Linked DNA regions of Sus scrofa: region 1 is linked to region 2. Evidence: chromatin contacts called from public HiChIP or PLAC-seq data. All regions are on one chromosome and are shown on one strand. Each heading gives the region's core, a stretch centred on a gene start, on an enhancer-like site or on the middle of the called end of the contact. The rest is flanking DNA. Distances are from core to core; before and after follow the strand shown.

Region 1 (5,012 bases), core at 2,063-4,562, 97 kb before region 2:
AAAAGACTCTCCCGACAAAGCTCTGTTCTTTGAGCGAATACAGGCTTGTCATTTTAAAAGGTATTAACACCAAGCACAGAAACCGTGCTCACGACCTGCCAGGCACTGTTCTGCGCCCTTCGGCGGCCGCCATTCATGGGCCATTCCCACCCCCCCTCCCGGTGGTAGGTTCCAGTATTCCACCTGAGGACACCGGGCTCGGGAAGGTTAACCCGCAGCCTCGAAATCCCACAGGGAGGTGGGAGCTGGGATGGCACTCGGGCGCCTGCGGCGGAATCAATGAACTTAGCTGCCACCCTCTGCGGCAGAGCACAGAAGGAACAAGGAACAAGTGCATTTGGCTCATGGACAGGATCAAAATTGAGGTTTTTTTTTTTGTTGTTGTTGTTGTTGTTTTGGTCTTTTAGGGCCACACTGGTGGCATATAGCGGTTCCCAGGCTAGGGGTCCAATCGGCCTACACCAGAGCCCCAGCAATGCAGGATCCGAGCTGTGTCTGTGACCTACACCACAGCTCACAGCAACGCCAGATTCTTAACCCACTGAGCAAGGCCAGGAATCGAACCCACGTCCTCATGGATACTACTGGGATTTGCTAACTGCTGAGCCACAACAAGAACTCCCCAAACTGAATTTAAGGGCAAAACCCCCTTGGCGTGTGACAACGCCCAGCTCTTGTGACACACCTGCCATCAACCAGAAGGCAGAGCCTCGGGGTAAAGAGGCACAGCCGAGGAGCCAGGCTCCGCAGATTCACTAGCTGTGTGCCCTGCGCCAGCTCTTTAGCTGGCCTCAGTTTCCCCATCTGTAAAACGGGGATGGCAGTACCTCACCTCCTGAACTATGGGCTCTAGATGAGGGGTTCTCAGAACAGCGCCATGCTTGGAAGTGCTAACAGAGGGACACCGGCTTATTCCTGCTTATCTGCTCAAAGCCACAATCGCAGCAAACCGCCCCACCAGCACCTCGGTGCTCCTGAAAGCCGACGTGACCCTGCAGGGGAGAACACAGCCCCGGGTCCGAGCCGCCCAGGCTGACTGAGTGACACCCACGTGTGGCCCGTGGGGGCTTATGACAGATGACTATGACTTTGGAAAAAGTCGAGAGTGGCAGCTGTGTCTGGGGATAACGTCTCTCATTTCAACACCAAAGCCCTGGACAGGGCCTCCTTCGAAGGAAAATCGTTGTGGGCCCGCCCTCTGTTCACACAGTGAGCTGGAGGGTCCTCCACAAAATGTGTGTTAGGTTTTGCCAAGCCCCACCCAGGCTCGTGGGTCTCTTGTGTGGAGTAAGTAAAATGGCAGCTCCTGGTCCAAGACCAACTCCCAGGGGCTCAGTGCCCTCCCGCGCCCACCCTGCCCCACCCTGCGATCCTGAGACGCCAGCGGTTAACGACAGTGGCCCAGCGCCAGCACGTGATGAGCAGAGTTTCACTCCATCCTCTGTGCCCCTCCGAGTGAGGCAGAGACTATTGGCACCCTATTCCAGATGGGAAAACGGACTCTCAGAGAGTCCGGGGACTCGCCCCGGGTCACTGTGGGGTGGGGGATGGGACGCCCCAGCCCTTGTTCTACCCATTCTGCCTTCCTGCTCCTCGGCCTGCACCGTTTGGGATCCTGGGCTTGTGGCTGCAGAGTTTCTGACAACCACATCCGGGCCACTCTCGCTCCCTTGCTCCCGCATCCACAGCTCCCGCCGGCCAGGAGGAGAAGCTGGGAAACCTGGACAGACCCCGCTCTGCAAGCCAACGAGCCAGAACTGGGACAAAGAAACACACACATGTCACCGACGTGCAAATTTATGGGTGCTCTGGGCTGCGGGGCTGCATTTTTGGCACTGTGACCTTTTGCCCACTCACTCCCTTCTGAGTCTCTCATTCACGGGCACGACCAGGACAGTCACTGGGAGACGGATGCCCGCAGTGACCTTTCCAGGAAAGAAGGGCCCGTCGCCTCTGCATCCCTGAGAGGAATCCCCTTGAGTGGCTGAGGACCTTGGTACCCTTTCTGGGGCGTCCTCCACGGCCGCTCTCGACCTTCTATGTTCTGGAGTCTGGCTTCCGGCTTCCCTTGCCCAGGCGAGGCCCTGCTCTGGGCACCCCAGCCGCTTCCTGGCTGCAGTGGTGGAAGGAGAGGCGGGGGAGGGTTCGGGCCATCGTGTCATCGGGAGGGATGTCAGAGCCAAGGGTCAGGAGTGGGGAGGAAGCCACCTGCCTGAGCAGCTGCTGGAAACCGTGGCTGGGACTCCGAGAACGCGATCTCGTGGCTAAAGCAACATCATGGCTGTGCATTCGGGGGACAGAATCTTAAAGCCAACTGACTTGTTCCTTGTCAAAGTGACGGACCTACCTTCCCGAAACAAAAAGCAAGACATCACACACACACCCATTGTGCCTCGGGGCTGGCGGGGGGGTCCCGCAAGACCACGCCCACATTCACAGACCCGCTGGAAGAACTGGTGGGTTTCAGTAGCGTTACTGCCACAGTGAAGATGTGTTTACAGTGACGGAGTCAGGACACGCGGCCAGGTCTTACAGGAAAGGCCCACGGCTGGATACGATCGTCTGAAAGTCCTGTGTCTCCTCAGAATCCCTCTTGGAGCCTTAACCCCCAAATGGGATGGCATTTAGAGATGGGCCTTTCGGGGTCCACATGGAACGGGAAGATCTGAACTCATGGCAGAGATGAGAACAGGATTCGGCTAGTTCCTCGGTTGATTAAACAAAGCAATCGACACCTAAGGACAGACGTGCAGACGCGGTTCTGAGCTGCCCATGGTGCTTTGCGGCCCCGTTCCCGGCACTGGCGATGGGGCCCCTCACCCGGACCAGGCGAAGAGAAAGTTCTCCTTGCTCTGACCTGGTCCAGACACCCCTCTGCGCCGCCATGCAGTGTGGGGACCCCTTTGGGGCACCGGGCTGCCCTGCTCGGCCCTCACCCCACTCCTCCCCTGGGCCACGGGCTCTGTCTGCAGGCACCCAGCAGCACAGAACTGAAAGGCGTTTGCTCCCAGCGCCCACCCCACCCCCGGGCTCCCCGCTAGACATCCTGCCCTGGGAGTGCCTCTGCCTTCATTTTATTCAGTCCTCCTGGACTTTTTCTGTCTATTCTCGTTTCCCAGCCTGTGGCTGCCCCTGATGTGGTTCTGGGAAGACTTTTGAAATACCTTCTCTTTGCGTGGGAAGAGCACCTTTCTGGCCAGGTCTGGCTGGCTGGCTCACAACTCTTTTGGTTGCAGGTAACACAAACCCAGGGCTGGCTCTGTGAGCACAGTCACAGGGCCCGGCCTAGGAGCGCCCCCATCAGTTTCATGCTGTTGTCGCCACCTTAAAATTCTTACAAATGGTGGAACAGGGGGCCCCACGGTTTCCTTCGCACTAAGCCCCCAGCATTACGTGGCGGGTCCTGCATAAAGCCATTCTAGAAACTTCAGTTACCAAAGGAGATTTACTGGAAGGTCAAGGGGGCGTCTCAGAGACCCCAAAGACGAGAATGTGGTTGGGCCTCAGCGCACTGGAAGCAGAGCCTGGAAAACCAGGAGGTTTCCTTCCCTTTCTCTCCCCGCCTCCCCCTCGAGCTCCGCTTCCTGCACCCCACCTCACTGGCTCTCTGAGCAAGACGGCTCGGCTGCTGGCCCCACCCAGGATTTCGCCTCCTCCGCTCCAGAACCGGCCTGATGGAGTTTCATGGGGCAGAGATGCTGATTGGCCCAGCAGGGTCAAGTGTGCAGCCGTGGTGCGCTCCGTTCCGGCCCAGGGGGCAGGGTCCCACCCACACTGGCTTCCAGAAAGCAGAAAACAAGAGTCAGCAGTTGGCAAGAAACAAATCTGCCCTGAAACTTCCCGTGACATGCAGTCACCAGCCCCCTGGCTGCAGCGGCCCGGAATTTATGGCTTCACCACCTCGTGCTCACTCTCCCATAAACTTCCCTTCTAGGCAGCAGCGCCTCAAAACCCCTTTGGTGATGGATTAGTTGACCTTTGACCTTAAGTCCATTTCCCGCTGAGCTATTGATCTGAGCAAATCCTATCTCCTCACGCCCTTTCCCTTCTTCTCCAATTTAAAAATAAACCAAACTGAAAGAAACAAACACAGCTCCACAAAGAGGCTGGGTGAACAATACAGAGATCTGTGAGATGGCTGGTCTGGGAAGAAGCTACACACACACACACACACACACACACACACACACACACACACACACACACGAACGTGCGTTTTCTAAGACTCTGTAAACGAGCTATGTATCTTCAGCATCTGTCCCTCGTGACTCACAGCAAAGCATCTCTGGGGCGCCTTCAGAGTTCTGTGCGGGACAGAGAGCAGCCGCCCCAAAGGAAGCGGATCAGACTCTGGGAGATCAATCTTCTCCGCTTCCTTCCTCTGAGATGATTACGAGGAAAGCGCTCGGCGGCCCCGCCGGGAACAAAGGGCCTGTGTGCGGCGAGCGGCCCCCACCCGACCCCTCATGCATTATGAATTGTGACCTCATGATCATTTCATGAAGCTTTCCACGGCCTGACGCCGCTGCGGCCCATCCACAGGCTGCACCCTGCAGAGCCCCCCAGGCCCCTTCAGGCTGCGGGCCCCCGTCGCTGGGGACCGCTAAACCCCAGCCATCAATGTCCACCAGGCCTAGCTGATGCCACCCTGGCCACAGGGTCCCTTCTCCACGAGGCTCTTCCACCTTCCCCCGACAAGCTTGCCCACCCCCATCTGAGGGGGTCCAGACCCACAGCTCCGGGTACCCTAAGAGGGTGACGAGCACAGGCGCGGGGCAGACAGAGGAGCAGCTCCAGATCCGCCCAGGGCCTCCTTTCCAGCTGCCCCCCACCCCCGGGACCGTTCCTTCCAGGCTCCCTGCCTTGCCTCTGCTCTGCAAGGGGGGTGACAATAGTGCTGAGCTCCCAGGGTGGCCAAGGTCCAAGGTGATCACATGTGTGAGGTGCTGGGCAGGGCGCCTGGGCCACTGTGAGCAGGGGACGGCCTCCAGCCGGCCCAGGAGAAGTGAAAA
Region 2 (4,876 bases), core at 2,168-4,667:
AGTGGGTTAAGGATCCAATGTTGCCATGAGCTCTGGTGTAGGTCACAGACTCAGGCTAGGATCCTGTGTGGCTGTGGCTGTGGCATAGGTCCAAGGTAAACATGCATCACTTTATAATTGCAGAGAAAATGTGACTTAAAGGGGAAAAAAAAGCCAAAGTGTGGTTCACTAAGTGCTGATGGGGAAAGCAGGATAAAGGCAGCTTAGCCATGTTGGAACATTTTTCAGGTCAAGGTCACATGGGGATTCCTGAGCATGTCCCAGGCCCTTACTCAAGGCTGCCCCCACCTTCATTTGTACATCTTCTCATTCACACAAAACCCAACACCAGGGAGACAGATAACCATGCTAAGTTGAGGCTGTTAAAATATCTATAGCTAAATCTGGATAAATGGATAGATGCAAAGAGAGATAGAGAAATACATAAATACATAGAGAGGGAGTTCCCGTCGTGGCTCCGTAGAAATGGATCTGACTAGGAACCATAAGGTTGCGGGTTCGATCCCTGGCCTTGCTCAATGGATTAAGGAGCCAGCGTTGCCGTGAGCTGTGGTATAGGTCGAAGACGTGGCTCAGATCCCACCTTGCTGTGGGCTGGCGTGGGCTGGCAGCTACAGCTCCGATTAGACGCCTAGCCTGGGAACCTCCATATGCCACGGCAGCGGCCCTAGAAAAGGCAAAAAGACAAAAAATAAAAATAAAAATATACATAGAGAGATGCATACATATCTTTGTCTGTCTATCTATCTATCTATCTATCCTTCTCCATATCTCTCTTTTTTTTTTTTTTTTTTTTGTCTTTTTGCCATTTCTTGGGCTGCTCCCGCGGCATATGGAGATTCCCAGGCTAGGGGTTGAATCGGAGCTGTAGCCGCCGGCCTACGCCAGAGCCACAGCAACGCGGGATCCGAGCCACGTCTGCGACCTACACCACAGCTCACGGCAACGCCGGATCGTTAACCCACTGAGCAAGGGCAGGGACCGAACCCGCAACCTCATGGTTCCTAGTCGGATTCGTTAACCACTGCGCCACGACGGGAACTCCCCAAGCACATCTTTAACTAAAGCTGTGAAACAGAATCTGTCCTGCCCACAGCACTCTGAGTGTGTCCCTGACACGGGACTGGCCGTGTTAGAGTAATTGCTCCTTTACTTGTTTACCACCCTCCCTAACATCCTCGAAAGAGTCTTTCTATCCCTGGCATCACCTCAGCACCTGGCACAGAGTCTGCTCAATGAATTGATGAATGGCGTGCGTGAAGTCATGAAAAAGCGGAGACTGGCATATCAAGATACAGACATAGAACGAGATGGGGGATTAGCTTTGGGCTGATGGAGAGGGGTCAAGGAGAGGGGAGGGGTCAAGAAGGGGGGTCGAGGAGGGGGGAGGGGTCGAGGAGGGGAGGGGTCAAGGGGGAGGGGTCAAGGGGGGGATGTGCAAGTAAGGCTTTAAAGATATGCCTAAGTGGAGTTCCCTTCCTGGCTCAGCAGAAATGAATCTGACTAGCATCCATGAGGACTCAGGTTCGATCCCTGGCATCGCTCAGTGGGTTAAGGATCCGGTGTTGCTGTGAACTGTGGTGTAGGTTGCAGACGTGGCTTGGATCTGGCATTGCTGTGGCTGTGGTGTAGGCCAGTGGCTGCAGCTCCAATTCAACCCCTGAGTGCAGCGCTAAAAACAAAAAAAAAACCCAAAAAACAAAAAAAGGCACGCTCCCAATCCTTACCAGAGAAGGCAGGAAACAGAAAAACAGGGAGACCGAGAAATTTTTTATTCAACTTTGGGTTTTCTTGGCTTTGTTTTTTGTTTTGGCCTCACCCATGGCCTTGAACTTTCCCAGGCCAGGGATCGAAGCCGCCCATAGTAGTAACCCAGGCCACTGGGTCCTTAACCTGCTGAGCTACCAGGGAACTCCAATTTACCCTTTTACTTATTTATTTAGTTTTGCTTTTTTAGGCCCGCACTCACGGCGTATATAAGTTCCCAGGCTAGGGGTTGAATCAGAGCTGCAGTTGCCCGCCTACACCACAGCCACAGCAACGCCAGATCCAAGCTGCATCTGCGACCCACAACACAGCTCACAGCAATGCCGGATCCTTAATGCACTGAGCAAGGTCAGGGACCAAACCCACATTCTCATGGTTAATAGTCAGGTTCGTTACTGCTGAGCCACAGTGGGAACCCCCAATTTACCCTTTTAAATTGTACAATTCAATGGTTTTTCATAGATTCAGAGTTGCACAACCATCAATACTACCTAATTTCACGACATTTTTTACACCACACTCAAAAAATCCCTTCATATTTAACAACCACCACATTTCACCCCAACTCACCGGTCCTGGGCAAACACTAATTTAAGTTCTGGCTCTTTGGATTTGCCTACTTTGGAAACTTTACATAAATGGAATCATGCAATATATGTCCTTTTACGTAGTGTTCTTTCACTTATTATGTTTTCAAGGTTCATCCATGCTGTAGTGTAAGTTTGACCATGATAGATCTGTGATGGTTAAATTTATTCACTCTGCTGAGCACCTACTAGGTGGGGGCCCAGCTAGGAATAAAACCAAAGGTAACTGCTGCCCTAGAGGGTTTCTAGTGGGGGAGAGGGTCAATAAGTCAAATGAATAAGAAAATGATCCAGGGAGTTCCCGTCGTGGCTCGGTGGTTAACGAATCTGACTAGGAACCAGGAGGTAGCTGGTTCGATCCCTGGCCTCGCTCAGTGGGTTAAGGACCAGCGTAGCCGTGAACTGTGGTGTAGGTCGCAGAGGCGGCTGGGATCCCGCGTTGCTGCGCCTATGGCGTAGGCGGGCAACTACAGCTCCGATTGGACTCCTAGCCTGGGAACCTCCATATGCCAAGGGAGCAGTCCTAGAAAAGGCAAAAAGACAAAAAAAAAAAAAAAAAAAAAAAAAAGATCCAGAAGATTATACAATGGTAAGGCTAAATGAAACGTAAAGCTGGAAGTGAAGAGAGAGAATGTGACTTTAAACAGAGGAGTAGGCGAAGGCCTCGCCTTAGGGTGCATGCAGGGGACCTTCGCCCTAAGACTGGACCTAAGACTGGAAGGAGGTGATGGCTGGAAGATGCCACTGCGCTGTCACCTCCCAGCGCTCAGGTCTCGGCCAGCCGCTCACTTCCCCCCAGGCCTGGGACCGTGCCCGTCCCGTCCGCTCCGTGTCCCTATGCCTGGAATGGCGGGCGACCCCCACTACGCATTTCGCGATGCGTGACCGTGTGTGGCGCGCCCAGGCAGCGACCGAGCCGGGGGCAGCCCAGGGCTGAGCGCCAAGTGTGGGCGCGGACCCAGCCCTCGCCCCGCCCCGCCCCCCGCGCGCCCCGCCCCCCGCGCAGGCCCCGCCCCCGCGCCGCCTGAGCCCGCCCCCTCCCGGCCGCCGCCATTGGCCGCGCGCGCCTCCGCCCTCGGCGTCGCACTTCCTGGCGGAGCCATGGCCGCGCACCCGGCCCGCCTGCGGGCTCCGGCGCCCGGGCCCCGCCGCCCCGCCCGCCCGGCCCCGCCGCCGGGGCTCCCCGCGCCGCGCCCGTAGCGCGCCCTCTCAGGTGGGCCTCTGCGCGCGCCCCCTTCCTGCCCGGGCCCAGCCGGAGCCGCGCGCCGTCCGGGGGCCGGGGCGGGGGGCGGGCCGGCCTCACCGGGGTCCCGGGCCCCGCGAGCTGCGCCCCCGCCCCGCCCCCGGGATCCCTTTGTGCTCCGGGGATGGCGGGAGGGCGGCGGGGCGGGCGGAGGGGCGGTCGCGGGGTGGGAGGAGGGGGCCGCCGCCCCCGCAGGTGGAGGTGCGGCCTGGGCGGCCAGCCCCGCGCGGCCCAGCTGAGTGTCCCCGCGTCCCGCCGCGGTTGCTGGCCCCCGGCGCGACCCAGCTTCGCCTCCCTCCGCCTCCTCCTAGCCGGCTCGAGCCTGCCCGGGCGGCCGTTGTACCGGCAGTTCCGCCAGGGGGTGCCGGGTCCGAGCGAGGGACAGCGACGTCCCCGGAGACCCCGCCGGCGAGGCCCGGGACGTGTGAGTGCCCGCGGGCATCCGCTCCCATCTCAACGATGCTGTCTCCGTCAGTGCTGAGGTCGGGCAGGATCTGGGATCTGGGTCGAAACCCGGGGAAAGAACCCGAAGAGGAGGCTCCCTGGGGACCCTCCTGGCCTGAGGTGGCCTCTGTTCCCGTGTTTACCGAAAGACCTTTTTACACCAAACTGGGGATTGCCGCTGTCCCCACGGATGGCCTTGACCCGTCACCTGCTTTCAGCAAGCATGGAAGCAGCTGACACCCAACACTCCTGTAGCCCTTGGCCCCAAACCACCTGCCCGCAGACAAAAGGGAGCCTCCACAAGGGGAGACGCTCTCTAGAAATCTTGGCCTAGACAAGAAAGCTTTTAGCACTGAGGTCAAACCTGAGCCCTGACTGGCTGCCTGGGATGAGGGAGACTTTCTGCTGTGTGACCTTGGGTGGGTCCCACGGCCACCTGAGCCTGGATGTCAGAAACAATGGTGGTACCTGTCTTAGAGGATGCAGGTGAAACAGAGAAGTTAGGGGTGAGTAGGAGGCAGCGCAAGGAGGCCCGGGTCCTTCCCATCCCCCCTCTCTGAGCCCCCTCAGCATCCGAGGGGGAGTCAGAAAGGACAGGGGCAGGGGCGGCTGGTCTTTGTCACAGAGTTGCTGATTGGTCCAGAGAAATCTGGTTGTCCTTTCCTTCCCCCAGGAAGTCGGCAGGATGGACTGTGCCCAGTTTTATTCCTCCAGGGGGGACACTGCCACCACCTCTGTGTGTCCCTGATTGTCTTGACACTGTGCTGACTGCTTGTCACATGATTTTCTATCAACAAAGTGTTCACTCGGTGACAGATTGACTCTTCTCAACTCA

Evidence for each region. HiChIP or PLAC-seq counts read pairs in DNA pulled down with a chosen protein or histone mark.
Region 1: a contact with region 2 is called in an H3K27ac HiChIP or PLAC-seq map of alveolar macrophages. The contact joins the enhancer-like site here to the promoter of KLHL36 in region 2.

Annotation. Positions count from the first base shown.
Region 1 is chr6:4,175,946-4,180,957 of Sscrofa11.1, reverse strand. All of the region lies in intron 1 of TLDC1 (TLD domain-containing protein 1), which reads right to left. Among named protein-coding and RNA genes, the nearest start is that of TLDC1, 8.6 kb to the right of the region's middle. Within about 2 kb of position 3,312, at least 54 of the 83 cell types and tissues checked have an H3K27ac peak or open chromatin away from gene starts, as enhancers often do. A contact at or near this core is called in alveolar macrophages, where this site is marked.
Region 2 is chr6:4,078,724-4,083,599 of Sscrofa11.1, reverse strand. It overlaps KLHL36 (kelch-like protein 36), which reads left to right and starts at 3,417. Exons shown (of 5, transcript XM_021093726.1): 1 at 3,417-3,567.